Linked DNA regions of Rattus norvegicus: region 2 is linked to region 1. The links are chromatin contacts, called in public Hi-C maps. All regions are on one chromosome and are shown on one strand. Each heading gives the region's core, a stretch centred on a gene start, on an enhancer-like site or on the middle of the called end of the contact. The rest is flanking DNA. Distances are from core to core; before and after follow the strand shown.

Region 1 (7,783 bases), core at 3,489-5,988:
CCCTCCCTCCCTCCCTCCGTCCCTCTATCCCTCCCTCCCTTGGACTCACAGAGATCATCCTGCCTCTGCCTCCGGAGTGCTGGGATTAAGGGAATGAGCCACCACCTGGCTGGAAAGCAAGAGTTTTAAGAAATGGTAGTCGATATCCTGGAGTAGGTTTGCTTTATTGTTTATCTATCCAGTCAGGATGAAGACTGCTGCTGTTCAACAAACAAATCCACATGATCTACTGTATTTTCCCGAACCAAGATCCATCCTTCCAGCTCTGTATCCAAGAAACCACTGCTAAATCCAATGTCATGCCCCCCTCTCTGCGTATATTTAAAACGTTTACAATTTCAGCTATTATGCCTAGCTCCTTGATCTACTGTGAGTTAGACATTTTCCCCCACACATCTAGACATCCAGCTAAAGAAAGAGGCACTTTTATGACAAAGGAAATTAATTTGTTCTCTTTAAGGTAAGTCACCTAAGCTTTATGTCTCAGTCCCATCACCCTGCACGGGCATGTGTGTAGTGTCCACACAGTGTCACTTGTGTGTGGGGCCTCCCATGGCCTCAGAGTGCTGATCATTTCCACATAGAATTGAAAACCTTGCCTGTGCAGGAGTCTCTGCCAGGGCTGTCTTTTCTGTGGGGCAAGGAGAGCTTAATGCTCTGGGGCTCTTTCCTGGCCACCTGCTCCTGACCAGATGCTCAGCTCTCTGAGCTCACCAGATAAACTAAGTGCACAGCCATCTCTACGTGCCTCCCGGTAAGCCTGCGGTCTGGGTCTGACTCTCTCTCTCTCTCTCTCTCTCTCTCTCTCTCTCTCTCTTTCTCTCTCTCTCTCTCTCTCTCTCTCTCTCTCTCTCTCTCTCTCTCTCTCACACACACACACACACACACACACACACACACACACACACAGCAAGCTGCAGCCTCTTCTGCCTCCTGTAAGCCCTGCCAGCACTTCTCTAACCTCTGTCCTGGCCCAGTAAAAGGAGACACCTTGAGAGAAGGGCTCTGTGTGTGGCTCTGCAGGTGACCGGGCAAGGGTTGGGAGCTGCACACAGATGCACTGCTTTAGCCCCTCGCCTTGATCCCTTGACTCTATAAGTCCCACTCCCAGTGCATCAAGAACACTGCCCTTGGGCTGAGAGATGGCTCAGTGGTTAAGAGCACTGACTGCTCTTCCAGAGGTCCTGAGTTCAAATCCCAGCAACCACATGGTGGCTCACAACCATCTCTAATGGGATCTGATGCCCTCTTCTGGTGTGTCTGAAGACAGCTACAATATATATGTTAAATAAATAAATAAACCTTAAAAAAATAACATTGCCTTTCTCTGCAATGGTTCTACTACTAGAAACTTCCCCTGAAATATTTCATGATCCCATGGTTGGTTCTCTTGGCTGGTGACTCCTTTGCTTTCCACTTTTAGATTAGAGAGGAATCATGGATGCCTCCCCCAGTCCCTGGGCTCTTATCCCTATCTTGGGAAGTCTGTCAGGCTTCCTAAGGGAGAGTCCTATATTTTCTCCAACAGAACCCCCAGGGAACAGATGTCTTGTCTGCCTGACCGCCTGAGTCTCTAGTGGAGCCCCGGGGTCTTTGCCTTCACTGGAGTGTGCTTTATCTATCTAGATATCACTTGGCTCTGCTCTGACTGGTCTGGCTGAGTCACACATGGGAGCCTCCTGAGAGACCTTGCTGGTGAGGAGAGACTCTGCTAGTCTTAATTTCTAGTCCTAGTCTTCTGTGGTCCAGGCTCTGCTCACCGCTCACCCGGCTTACGCTGTCCTCGACTTGCAAAGCAAATGCGTGAAGGATGTATCTAGCCATCAGCTTGAGACACACCAAGGCCCTGTCCCTGCTTGGATTGAACGGAATCTGTCTCATGGTGTCTACCAGCTCCCTGATGCCCTTCTTGAGGCTGACCGTGCTGGCAATGGATGTCAGAAACACCGTTCTGTGACTTGATAAGGCTCAAGTGAGAGACGACATCATTGTGAAACAGCCTTGTGTGTTTTAGGCAACTAGAAGACCATGCGTCTAATCTGGGTTGTGATAGACTAAAGTCAGGCCTGCCAAAGCCTTGGTCTTATCTCTCCAGAAATATTTCCCTTTCCTCCTTAAACTGACTCTAGTGAGTCCAGGGCTTTGAAGCTGAGGTCTGCTTCTGATAGGATCCCCTGGATTAGACTCTAGGTCCACAGTCTCCCGTGGGAGGCCACAGCCTTTTCTCCCCTAATCTCCTCACAGCTGTCTGCAAGAAATCAGATGCTATGCACAGGCTGACCACAGAGGCCGACTGGGGGCCATGCAGGGCCAGCCCTCATACCCCTGCCTACCCTGAGAGGTCAGTCAGTACTAGTCACAACCGTTTCTGCCTCAGTCCTTCTCAAAGAAAAGCAGAGGAAGGCATATTAAAGGATCGTGTCTTAGTCACTGTCCCACCGCTGTGGAGAGGCACCATGATCTCTTCAGCATTTAAATGGAGCTTGCATACAATTTCAGAGGGTTGGTCCATTATCATGGTGTCGTCCCCCACCCCCATGGTGGCACATGTGGCTCTGGAGAAGTAGCTAAGAAGAACATCCTGATCTGATGGGGGAGGGGAGGGGGGAAGGGGCAGGGAGGAGAGAGAGAGAGAAAGAGAGAGAGAGAGAGAGAGAGAGAGAGAGAGAGAGAGAGAGAGAGGTGGGGGAGGCTGATGACACGGCCTTTTAAAACCTCAAAGTTCACTCCCAGTAAAACACTTCCTCCATCAAGACCACACCCCCTAATCTTTCTAATCCTTTTAAAGAGTTCTACTCCTGGTAACCAAGCATTCAAATCAATATATGAACCTATGGAGGTCATTCTTATTCAAACCGCCACAGACGCAAAAGGCAAAATTCAAAATGTATCATTTAAATCCATTGATAACATAATTCTCATACTATAAAATTCACTGAAAGTAATTCAATGGTTTTTAGTATATATACAGGTTGTGCAGCCATGGTAGCAGTCTAATGTCAGGGAACTTGTTCCTCGAGAAGGAACCCCTTACCTCTGAAACAGCTCCCCCTTCCCTTTGTATACTGTAATAGCCACTTAGGTATTGTCTTTGTCGAAATTGTTTCCTATAATGGAGTCCTTCAATAGGTGGCCTTCTGTGGTGGTTTGAATATGCTTGGCCCATGGGAAGTGGTGCTATTAGGAGGTGTGGCCTTGGAGAAAGTACATCACTGTGGCTTTGAGGTCCTATGCTCAAGCTTGGGGCAGAGAAGAGTCTCCTCGTAGCTGCCTTTGGATCAAGATGTAGAACTCTTGGCTCCTCCTGTACCGTGTCTGCCTGCATGCTGCCATGATGAGAATGGACTGGACCTCTGAAACTGTAAGCCATTTAAATGTTTGACTTTGTAAGAGTTGTGTCTCTTCACAGCAATGAAACCCTAACTAAGACACCTTTCTATGATATTTTTGAAGTTCACTCATGGTGTACATACCAGTGTACACTCCTGTTGTTGCACAAGCAATCATATGCACATATACCTCTTCTGTCTGTCTGTCCGTCCACCAGGTTGTTTCCTCCTTGACTGCTGTGATGGCTGAGTACTGCTGTAAAGGGTGTGCACATTTCTGTGTGGGTGTCTGCTGCTCACACCTAGATGTGGAATGTAGTCATGTGGCGAACACTGTTTACCTGTATTTTCCAAAGGGAGGGCATGGTTGTCATTCCTCCGGCACCCCCAGGGGTGTGAAGCAGGGGTTTATCATGGGTACTCGTGAGCAGTGGTGTTGGGTGCCTTTGCCTGTTCTGTTTAAGACCTTGATCTGTTTTTTAGTTTTTTTTTTCATGCGTGGGAATATTTTCATGCTTGCAAGTGCACTGTGTACATGCAGTGCCTGTGGAGGCCGGAAGAAGGCGTCAGATCTCCTGGAACCTGACTTACTGAGGAGCTATGTGGTGTTCTGGGAACCAAACCCTAGTCCTCTGCCAAAGCGGCGAGGACCAAAGAACCATCTCTTCAGCTGCCCTGCCCCCACCTATTTAAAGACACCTGCAGTAAGCACACTTGGCATCAGCGCGCTATCTCTGAACCAGGCTCTCGAGGTACTGCAGTGACCTAAATAGACACGGTCTTCAGCCTTCAGCCCAAGGAGCGCAGATGTGTAAACAAGAAGCTAACTGATAAAAGTGCGGTCCTGGGAAACCCACCACAAGGTGACCTATGAGCCACAACTCCGATCTAACGAGGAAAGGGGTCCTGAGAACTTGTGAAACCAGTCTTGAAGGGAGGTCTGAGCACTGAGCAGCTCAATTCTGAAGCTGACATCCTTAGATCTTGAGAAATGACAACTTTACTGTAACAGATTCAGTTGCCGAGTGTGGTGTGCCGTCGGCTGCTGGCAGCTGTGGGTAAGAGGAGACCCATCACATGAAAGTTTGTCCCTAGACAAAAGCTAGAAGGGTGGGGGGTCCAAAGAGCAAGACAGGAGAGTCGCTTACTATTTGATGGGCACTTGACTGTTTGTGTGAGGCAGAAGCTCTAGCGACGGAGGGACAGGGTGGGTGTGCTTTACGCATTTGCTCTGTGCATTCAGAAGTGTCCGGGGTGCTCACTATCCAGTCGTGTTTATTGTGCCACAGCCCAAGAATGAATAACTGCCGATAGGGTTCCTCCCAGGTCACCTACTCTGAAGGATGAAAACACCCAGCTAAGCCGGATTGGCCGGCTGCTGGTCTGGTCCGCACCTGCCCCCGCGCTCGCTCGCTCTCCGGTTTTAGCCGTGGCCAGCCCAAAGCGCGACATCTGCCTGGTCCACTTAAGACCCAGGACCCCAAACTGTTAGGCTGGTGTGGATGGACGCCCGGACGCCGGAAGTTCCCTGTGGGGACTTGCTGCAGAACGCGGTGAGTGACGCGTGCCCTAGGGCTCCGAGGACCAAGGTCGCCGGCTTGGCTTTAGGGTATTGGAAGGGCTCGCGGCTGCAGCAGTGGGGATGCTAGGGAACTGAAGTCCTGAGCCAAAGGAGTGATGGCGGACGCTGGGCGGCTGGAGATGCAACTTATTCCTATAGAGCCCGGATCCTTGTCCCATACCTGGCTCATCCGCTTGCCCTCCTCCCCACCCTTCAGTCCTTCCCAGGTCCCTAGCCAGGTGTCCATCTGAGAGCGTCTTTCCCTTCCTCCAAGGCCCGCCCCATGTCCCAGATCCCGCCCACACCTCCTTTTCCCCCTAAAGGCTCCGCCTCAAGCCCAAGCGCCGCCCCATTCCTTCCCTGCCTGGTGTTTTCTCTGTAAGTCTGTCACCATAGCAGATCTTTACGTTTAAAGAAGTCAGTTAGAGTCCACGTCATCTACCTTCTTCTGAAAGGCCGCTTGCCACAGGGAACCTGCACAGAGGAGCGCGGGGTCCGAGTTCGAGGACTTGCACTTCCTTCTCTACGGGTACTGCAGGTGTTGGGACAAAGATTACACAGGATAGAGTCACGCAAGATGTGTAGATTTCAGAGTTTCGACCCGAAGCCTCGCAGTCACCGCAATGGCATTCTGTATGGTTTGTGCCGTGCGCTATTAAATCGGCCAAAGCATACAAAGGGCCCGTGGGCCTTTGATTCGCCGTGGACTGCAGCGACAGGGTGACTGTTTCCTGCTTTGATGGTGGAGTTTACAGCTCCGCTCATGCTTTAGATATGTCCATCACAGGTGGACAATTTGTTCCTAGGGATGTAACTGCCTGTAATTCCAAGGGATCCAGGGCAGAGGCAGGCAGATCTGAGTTCCAGGTCAGCCAGCCAGAGGTACACAAGCAGACGCTGCTTCAAAACAAACAAAGAAACAAAAACAAACAAAACAAAACAAAAACAAAAAACAGGTGCCCTGCAACGCTGTGGGCAATATTTATATTTATATTTCCAACACTGCGAGGCAAAAGGAAATCATTGTAAGTGGGAGGCCAGTGCGTTCCAGCCCAGTCAGAGCTACATAGGGAGGCCCTGTCTCAATAAACAACAACGAAGTTAATGGGTGTGTTTGTTTACGTTGTTCCATGGTATTTACCACCTCCTGCACTACTTGTAAATACTTTATTTAGTTACCTAAGATTTATTTTGCAGGCCGAGAACCTACTTCAGGAGGTTGAAGAACATTTCCAAGCTCTGACTGCAACATTAAACCTCAGAAATATCCTTTCTTGCTAACACCCTGAAGCCGATGGTTGTCGGATGCTGTGGGGCAGCTTCTTGTTCTCTGCTGTTGGTGTACGACTGTTCACGTGTGGTCTCGGGTGTTTACATTGGTGCTTCTGTGTGGCATCTGGATGCATTAAATCTCATTGGTTTTGCTTCCTGACTGGCAGTACAGGGCGTCTGAGTGGCGTACACAGCTCCCCACACAGGCTGAGAGGCTGCCCTGAAAGCCTAATTGAACCAGTCTGGTTTGCAGCACAAACTCCACCGCCACCAGGAACCTTAGAGAGCAGAGCTAAGGGTCTCCAGCCAGGAAGGGCATGGTCCTCCCTATCTTCATTTTGACAAGAACAAGTGATTTGGTGTTTGGTCTCAGAAAAATGAAATCAAACAATTAAGAATATAATGTTCAGCTCCAAACTCTACACGTCATGTGTAAATTCAGAATGGCCAGTTGGGACTGGGCAGTGACTGTGTGATGGCTTTACTTGAGAGTTCATTAGAATACAGTTATTTTATAAAAATTTTAAAATAAAATAGATTTTACAGTTTGTGTAAGTCTAGGTTAAATTGCCCCAACAGTGAGCGGTTTTTTTTTGGTTTTTTTGTTTTTTGTTTTTTGTTTTTTTTTTGTTTTTTTACGTGATTAAATTCACTTTTCAGAAAAACCATAGGAAGCAGCTGAGGAGATGCCCGCAGTTAAGAGCGTTTGCTGCCGCTGCAGAGAGCCCAGGTTTGGTTCCCAGAATGCACACAGTGGCTCATAACCATCTGTAACTGCAGTTTCAAGGGATCCCATACCCTCTCCGGTCTCCCCTCAGGCACCAGGCATGTTTGTCATGAATATAAGTACATCCGGGCAAAACACTTATACATGTAAAATAAATCTTAAATAATAAAGCAAGTGAAGTGGGCTGTGGAGATGGCTTATTCTGTAAGGGTGATTGCGGCCAAGGCTTAGTTCATGGGACCCATCCTGAAGGGAGAGAACGGCCTCCAGAAGGTTGTCACCTGACCTTAAACCTGGGTCATTTTGTACACACACAGAAACGCGCGTGCGCGCGCGCGCATATACACACACACACACACACACAATATATATATATATATATATATATATATATATATATATATATATATATATATACATACATACATATGTTTTTTTTAAATATTAAGCCATGAGAAAGTTGGTCTTTTTTCTTTTTTTCGGAGCTGGGGACCGAACCCAGGGAGCGCCCTACCACTGAGCTAAATCCCCATCCCGAGAAAGTTGGTCTTAAAAAGAGCTTACACCACTGTATTTCAACTCAGGGTTTAGTTAAAAAAAAAAAAAAGCTTATGTACAAGGAGAGATGTTTTCAAAGCTTGATCCGCAGCTGAAGGTTAAGGATGACAAGCTAAGAAAAGCTGGGGGAAGGTCATACACTGACTCAGCACAGCCTGACCCCTCACTGTGAAGGCTGCTCTGTTTGCCACAGGTCTAGGAGCCGGTGCAGAGCAGGCGCAGGTCTAGGAGCCCGTGCAGAGCAGGTCTAGGAGCCCGTGCAGAGCAGGTCTAGGAGCCCGTGCAGAGCAGGTCTAGGAGCCCGTGCAGAGCAGGTCTAGGAGCCCGTGCAGAGCA
Region 2 (7,783 bases), core at 2,391-4,890, 39 kb before region 1:
GGTGGTCCCCAGAGGCAGGATGGACTTTAGTGAGGAGTGGGTAGGGAGAAGTGGGCAGGGTCTCGGGGGAGAAGGAGGATGGCGTCTCAGAGGGCACGGGGTCTCTGAGAAGCAGATAGGCTCTCAGCGTGAAGTCAAACAGCTCCCTTAAGGATGGTGCGGAACTGAATGCACGGCTGTGTTCTTCCCTCCTCCTCGCCTGACCTGTGCTGAGTAAACACTGTTTTCTTCATAGACTTCCCAATGGTCTATGGGAACCGTCCTGTGCTAGACAGATGTCGTCAGACACTTCTTAGCACGATCCTGACACGAGTCCATCCTTGTCTGCCAGACACTGTACCTCTGGCAGGCCATGGCATGACACTGAAAAAGCCACAGTTGGGGTACCTTTGTCAGGTTCCTAGGCCCTGCCATCCAGATGGATAGGTGTCATGTTCCTCAGTCCCTGGTCCTGTGTAAGCTCTGCGGCTCCTGATGGGCTACGGCCTCCTCACAAGGTTTCTGCTTCCCTCCCTGGCCCCATCGAAACAAATCTCCTCAGACAAGAGTCAGAGGCCCAGTGTGTCTAAGCAGCGTGACTTCCCCCTCGCTGTCAGAGCTCGACAGCCCCAGTGAGTGCCGTGGGAACCTCCACAGGGACACCTCCTACCTCATGCCCTCCGTGGAGCGGTGACGATAGTTCCGATACAGCTGCGGCACACCCAGCATGGCTTCCGTCAGCACTGCCAGGAAGCCCAACGTCTCCACAAACAGAGCCGAGTCGATGGACAGGTAGGTGATGTAGCCGGCCACACCTGTGAAGGCCAGAACACACTGCACATAGTCTGCGAAGCTGCTCCAATGCCAGAAATGATGAGGGTCGAAGTCTAGAGGGAGAGGGAGAGAGAGGCACCTCAGTTGGGCAAGCAAATTATACTTCATGGGGGGGGGGGGATACCGACAAGGCATGAGCAGGTCCAGTCGGCAAAGTCTTTGTGAGGAGGGATGAATGGACTCAGCTAAGGTTAGCGAGGTGAGGAAGTGCAGAGGAGACAGGACCAGGGCGAGGCCAGTGGGGGGGGGGGGGGGACTGAGTGGGTCGAAGTCAGTGTGGGGGATGTGGATGATTCAGTTCAGTGAGGAAGAGATGGGAACGAGCCAGTCAGTGTGGAGGAGACCCAGCAAGCAGGCAGAGGTCAGTGTGGGCAGATGAGATCCCAACAGAAGCAATTCCAGGGACCCTTGGTACCAACATTAAGTCGTTCGGCTTAATTCGAATAGTTCTAGAGAGGAAGACATAAACCACGCCTCTGGAATCTGACACCTGCCTGCGTTTACAGGGACAGCTCTGCCCTCTGTGACTCTGGTTAACTACGTGTCTCCATTCACTTGGGTTAATGAACCTCCTGGGACTGATCTAATGGTTAATGATCCGTTCTACGAGTCTTGACTGTTTTTAGCCCATGAGGGAGACCTGGTCAGCACACAGTACTACTGCTAAATACTTGGTCACCAGCGCGATAGCCCAGGCTGCCTGAGGACGGATTCTGTGGAATTATTCACAAGCACTGACGTGAATGAATTAAATGACACTTCAGCAGATGAATACTCCCGGGACTGTGGAAGCTGCAGGGAAGCTTCTGGAGAGAAGGGAAGCTGAACGAGAGGATGCAACATGGCTATGCCTGACTGGGCTCTTAGACCACAAATCCAAGACAGGGAATTCCAGCAGGTGTAGGTGAGCAGGGCCAAGAGATGCCCGAGATGCTAAACTCTTCCAAGTATGGCTGCTTTTAGGGGGAGGTTGGAGGCTGGGAAAGAAAAAGTCCCCCCAACACACATTCCACTGCTCTCCCAATGAGCTACACCCCAGCCCACTGAACACCTTCTGTAGTGAGGAAAACAGCTAACACATCGCTGGTCTGGTATCCCCATTCGCAATGAAAAATGGATGGACTTTAACATGCACATCACAGTAGATCTGCAGCCCTGGGGTCTTCAGAGGCTCGACCTGCCCTGTATCAGCACTCCTGCCTCCGAGCTATGGATCTGAGTGAGCAGGCTGCCCTCTCCCTCTGCTCCAGAAGAGATCGGGACACGCTGGTACAGCACACATTAAAGTGTGTGTGTGTGTGTGTGTGTGTGTGTACACGCACACACACACACGCATACACACGCATGCACACTCGGGTTGGGGAGGGGGATTGAACTTCCAGTTACTCAGACAACACACACACACACACACACACACACACACACACACACACACACACACACAAAGGCCATTCCTAATACCACCCAAGGGTTTTAGTTTTCTGAGGAAGCTATTTTTGTTTCTCGGGATTAGGACAAAAAGGGGAAACCCCAAGAGAACAGAGACCAGGTTACCTGCATCAATGGCATTTTATTGTGTCACACACTATGTAGACCGGCAGGGTGTTGCCCCATGCCCACTCCACTTACTGGGCTCAGAGACACAAAGGAGCCACCCTGTCAGAGATTACAAGTCTCATTAAAGCTTGGACCCAGGACAAACTCCAACAAAGAGCTGCCGTCCTGAGTCTGGGTCTCTGGGGTCCCCCATCCCCAGCCTCAGGAGCAGGCATGTGGCCCAAAGGCCTAAATGTGTTATCAATACATCACTGAAGTTTGACTCAGGGCTAACTACAGGGCTAAAGCCATGTGAGAGGAAAAGGAGCTGTCACCTTCACCCAGGGACCATGCTTAGTTTTATGTCCACTGTCTGTTCTAGAGCCTTCTTGATGCCTGTCTAGCCTGTGTTCACTCACAGTTCCAGTGTTCCTGATCATGGCCTAAGGAACTGGCCCTTCAGACGAGAAGCCCAATCCCAGGAGGAGCCTTCTTTGGGGGAGCAGGGCAGGCAGAGCTGGCCTGCACGACAGGGGCCCAGGCACTGACTCTATGTTCCAACACCGTCAGGGAGTGCTAATCCAACCCTCAGAGACAAACAGATTCCCAACAGAGAGCAGGAAAGAGGTCATCAGCCCAATGTAACATCTCCCATGTGGTGTGTGGTGACTGGGACCTGGAGGTCAGAGGTAGCCCTTCAAGCAGCAGGTAGCAAGGGTCAGAGGGAGGACAAGCATGGCCCCCAGGATACCTGGTACCTGAGAGGCAGTGAGAAGATATGGAGAGATAATGGGGAAGACACAGTGCCCCAAGTTTCCTCCTGAAGGCAGAAAAGTAAAGAGCTCTCTGCAGGATGCTTACATATTAATACCTAAGACGAACACATCTGAAAACCCCAATGTTCTTCTGAATCTATGACCTACAACAGAATGGACAACCAATACATCAATAGGCAAAAGGAATAGACAGAAAGTGGGGGGGGGGCCCAGAAGAAAACCCAGCATCCTCAAGTGTTAAGGTCAAGTCCTCCAGGACCCCCTGAGGGCAGAGTAGCCCTAACTCGGTGAGAAGGAAAAGACACTGGGTCCATCACAGCACTGAGAACGGAAAGAAACCAAGTCCGGGTCAGGGTTTTGTGTTTGTTTTTGTTTCCCTTAACTGCCCATCTCTGGGGCACGGTGGGTACCACACCTTGAGGCCCCAGTTACCTGGGGCAGCTTTATTAACCTGTGGTGTAATCTGTGTTCCTCCAGCAGCCCACCAGCACCCTCATGTGGCTGGTCTGTGCCAATGCAGGCCAAGCCTTTCTACTCCCTTAGAAGCAGGGGAACAAGACTGGGTTCTCTCAGCTCCTGGCCTAGAGTTTAGGCCAATGACAACCAACCACTGAAAAGGCAGCAGGAGCCCCAGAGCCAGCGAGGAACAAGGTACAGGGTTCTCTACCTTGGAAGTGACTCCTCAGAAATGACAGCTCTGTTCGAGGCTGGCGGGTCAGGTCCTGCCAGGACCAGCACTAGGACTCACCTCAGAGAAGATGGGCAGGAAGGGGCAGCTGACGCTCTGCACTAACAGGAAGTAGGGGCTCAAGAGACTGAGCTGACAGAGCTGGTGAGCTAGGAAAGGACAGACCACCCCAATGACAGCGCGGCAGGCACGTAGCGCCTCACAGCTCCACCTCACAAGTGAGACCACGGAATACTTCTCCCCAGCTCCCCAAGATGCTCGGCATTACCACAGGAGAGCTACAGCCACAGCCTCCAAGCTCCAGAAAGGTTTCTTGTGGCTGTTCCACGTGCCCTTGTGGCAGAGAAGCAAGTCTGGACCGTGGACTGGGAATGACAGAAACCCAGCTGGCTACCCAGAATGAATCCTTCGGCCCATGAAACTGGGAGAACCGAGAGGAGTTCACATCAGACATGGCTCACGCTGACCACTCTTTCCCTGAGCACCTCTGAGCAAGGCCACATAGAGAGGCCACAAAGAGCATCAAACCATGGCCTGCAGCCATCAGACCGCTGGGGCAGCAATCCAGAACAGCTCTCACCATCCCGGGGGACACTAGCATCAAGGAAGATCTCCTCAAACCAATCAGAAGAAATGGGAAACACAGTACCCTGACCCTAGTGGGGCGAGTAAAGGACAGAGTAGGGCTCTGCACAGGAAAAGAATCTGTCTCAGCAGCACAAGGGCAGAGCCACTCCCGAGCCCCTTGCCCACGAGTGTCCCATAGACACACTCATTCCCAAGCCCGAAGGCCCTTCTTGGACAGCTATGACAGAGGAGCTTCTTCCTCTGTCTCCCAGGGTCCCACCAGCATGGAACTCGGCGCATGCTGGACACAAACCATTGGGAACTCCACACTGCTCTGTGTGGCTCAACCGCTGGCTTCACTCTGCCCCGAGGGTCCCAGGCTAGCCTCTAACCCCCAGCCTGACCAGACTACTGGTCAGAAAACCAACTGAGTCCAAGCCTCCCAGGTCAGGAGCAGGAGTGCACCCCAGCACATGTTTACCGAAGTCAAGAGCAGACCACGGTGCTCCTGGAAATGACTATAAAGTGCCCTGCAACTTACTTGGGCTCTTTGACTGGAGGATGCTGAGGCCTGAGGCAGCGCCATTCTGGGTAGTGATAGAAAATATACTCAACCTCAAATAGCTCAAGAAAATAATCATTGTGGTCCAAAGTTAACTTGGTGATGATGTCTATATGAAAAATTAACACTGTGTGAGAGAACAGACAAAAAGATCTAATCCTGGCCACCCTGGTTCTGATTCATGCACAGCCTTTCTTCCTGCACCAATGCTCACTGGAACTTACCAGGTAGAACCCCAAGTCCCAGGAAACCTGCACAAGCCTCCGGGGCATGGCAGTTCCTCTAGAGAGATGACAGGAGCCACATGGCCCACGCAGCACCAGCTTTCACTCTGCCTGAAGGTCAGCTACTTCAACAGACTAACAGCCAAGACCTCCTGCGACAGCTGAAATGACCTTCCAAACTGGTGGTCCCTACTCACCCCAGCACTGCCCTCACCCACAATAGACAAGGGCGGCTCCACCAGACGATGGCTCGGAGACACAAAGTCAATGTTCTGGGAATCTAGCCCACCCAGGAAGCTGGGGGGCAGTGCTGGTCCTATTCCCCTCTCCCAGCTTCCAGACAGGGCCACCTGGAAAACTGACTGGGAGCACCCACTGCTTGGCCAAAACAAACAAGCAACCACCAAGGCCAGTATCCTGTTCAGATCTGAAGTTACACAGATAAGGCTGCCATGGTACTGCTGCTAATGATGGTTCCACATCACTGGGGCAGCTACTCCGAGAGCCAGAGAAGCCAGGGTGAGTAGTGCTTGTTACGAATGGGTTATCATTGCCGTTGACTCTCTGTCTTTCATTTCAGGAGTCCTTTCTAACTCTATCCTACCAACATCCCAGCAAAGGATTCGAACACTCAACTCCAAGTTTCTCCATCAATGGCATTGACAGACATGCGGTCAGCCTGGCCTGAAACACTTTTCCTTAGCAGGGTTCCCTTCGATGGAGAGATGAGCCAGGAGAGAGGGGGGGTACAGTGGCCCACACTCGTCATGTCACCCTGCAGAGCACTCTTCAGTGTCACCATTCAGTAGCTGATAGGATAGCAGCCTCTGTTCTGACGAGTTCCATCCAAGTCCATGACAGCACAACTCAGAATGATCAGAAAGGGCCCAGCGCAAGGCTCTGGCCCTGAGAGCACCAGAATAAACGGTTTTACCATCCAACATGGTACCTTCACTTGAAAGAGGTTCTAAGGTACCTGCTTTCCCAGGAGTCTTCTGAACACTGTGCTCCGCTCCTACAGTAAGCCACCATGGAACACTCCGTCCCAAGTTTATTCCTCAATGCCACTGACAGAGAACAACACTGGAGCATGTGGCCAGCCTTTATGAAATGTCCTCCCTAATTCTAGCCCCAGGGGTTCAAGTGAAATAGGACAGTCAGGAGAGCACTGAAGAAAAGCGTCAGGAGCTCTTGGGAAACCATAGCAGAAATCTCACAGGGGGGGAGGGGGGCTATGCTCCCAGCATGGGTAAGGAATGAGCGCTGGTCTACCTCTCAGTCAGCCCTTCACCTGCTGAGCTCCTCTGCTCTGGGGTCCACCCCAGCCAGCCCACTCAGGACAAGGCTGAGAATCCTAGGTGACACTATGGCACCTTATACAGGAGAGAGACTCCACAACAGGCTGAGAAGGCTGAGGAGGGCAGAGGTCACCTTCTGCAGCCTGTCCTCAGAGCAAGTTGTTGCCACCAGCTCAGAGCAGCATCTGAGGTTCTGTCCTCTGGACAGGGGTAGGAACAGGGAGTTCAAAGCCCTCCCCTAAGAGACAGATGCTCAGAAGAGAGCATAGGCAAGCTTGGGCTCAAGAATCCTAGCAAAAGAACGAAGACGTGGGTCCTGGAGAAAGTTGGTCAGGTAGGGCTGGGCACCTATGATTTTTACACTTGGGAAACTGAGACAGGAAGATAGTAGATACCAGGCTAGCCTGGGCTACATAACCAGACCCTGTTTTGAAGGAAAGGGGAAGCGACAAGAAAGAAGCCGCAGCTAGTGGCTCCCTGGCCAGCTGAAGAGAAGGAAGGAGGCAGCTAAGAGCTATCTTGAAAGCAGCGCCACTTTTAGACTGGCTTTAATGACCCCCAGGCTAGCTGCTGGTATAGCATCAGCCAGAGCACTATACCAACGGAGCCAGCTCCCCGGGCTAGCTGCTGGTGTAGCATCAGCCAGAGCACTGTACCAACAGAGCCAGCTCCCCAGGCTAGTTGCTGGTGTAGCATCAGCCAGAGCACTGTACCAATGGAGCCAACTCCCCAGGCTAGCTGCTGGTGTAGCATCAGCCAGAGTACTGTACCAACGGAGCCAGCATTGCAGGCAAGGGAGGTCAGTGTGGTGCCAGTGAGGGCAGAACACTTCAGAGCTCGAAGTAGACAGAAGCACAGCAGCCAGTACCATCAGGCCCTACAAGAGGGTGGGCAGACTGCCCCATTCAACCGAACCAGGATACCAGCAAATAAGACACCCTTTCCCGGGTATGAGATTAGTGCCTCGGCTGTCACAATATTAATTTTCAATGTCCAGTATGCAGACAAACAGGGAAATGTAGCCTTTACACGGAGGGCGTAACAACAACAAAAAGCAAGAAACTATTTGTGAAGAAACACAAAAGAAAACGAAAGTTCAAAATAACATTGTAAATGTACGGTGAGAACTGAAGGAATCCAAAGAATATATAAAAGAACCAACAGAGGTAGAAGACATCACCTCACCCGGTAGAAGAACGTTTCTCAAGGGAGATCAATCACTGAGAACCAGGAGAACCTGGAGCCGGCTGCAGGCAGTGTCTGAAGTAAGAGTCATGCTGGAGCTCAACAAGAGACCTGAGCCAATGGAAGGGTCAGCA

Evidence for each region. Hi-C and Micro-C count contacts between places; a contact is called where the count stands out from the background.
Region 2: a Hi-C map of liver shows a contact between it and region 1, with 1.6 times the contacts expected there. The contact joins the enhancer-like site here to the promoter of Hsbp1l1 in region 1. A contact is called at or near these places in 3 of 12 Hi-C or Micro-C datasets (kidney and liver).

Annotation. Positions count from the first base shown.
Region 1 is chr18:75,959,979-75,967,761 of GRCr8, reverse strand. Hsbp1l1 (heat shock factor binding protein 1-like 1) reads left to right here and starts at 4,738. Exons shown (of 4, transcript NM_001136183.1): 1 at 4,738-4,882; 2 at 6,088-6,154. The coding sequence starts at 4,832.
Region 2 is chr18:75,998,213-76,005,995 of GRCr8, reverse strand. Slc66a2 (solute carrier family 66 member 2) reads right to left here. Exons shown (of 5, transcript NM_001398665.1): 4 at 650-866. Among named protein-coding and RNA genes, the nearest start is that of Slc66a2, 24 kb to the right of the region's middle. Within about 2 kb of position 3,640, at least 1 of the 93 cell types and tissues checked has an H3K27ac peak or open chromatin away from gene starts, as enhancers often do. A contact at or near this core is called in liver, where this site is marked.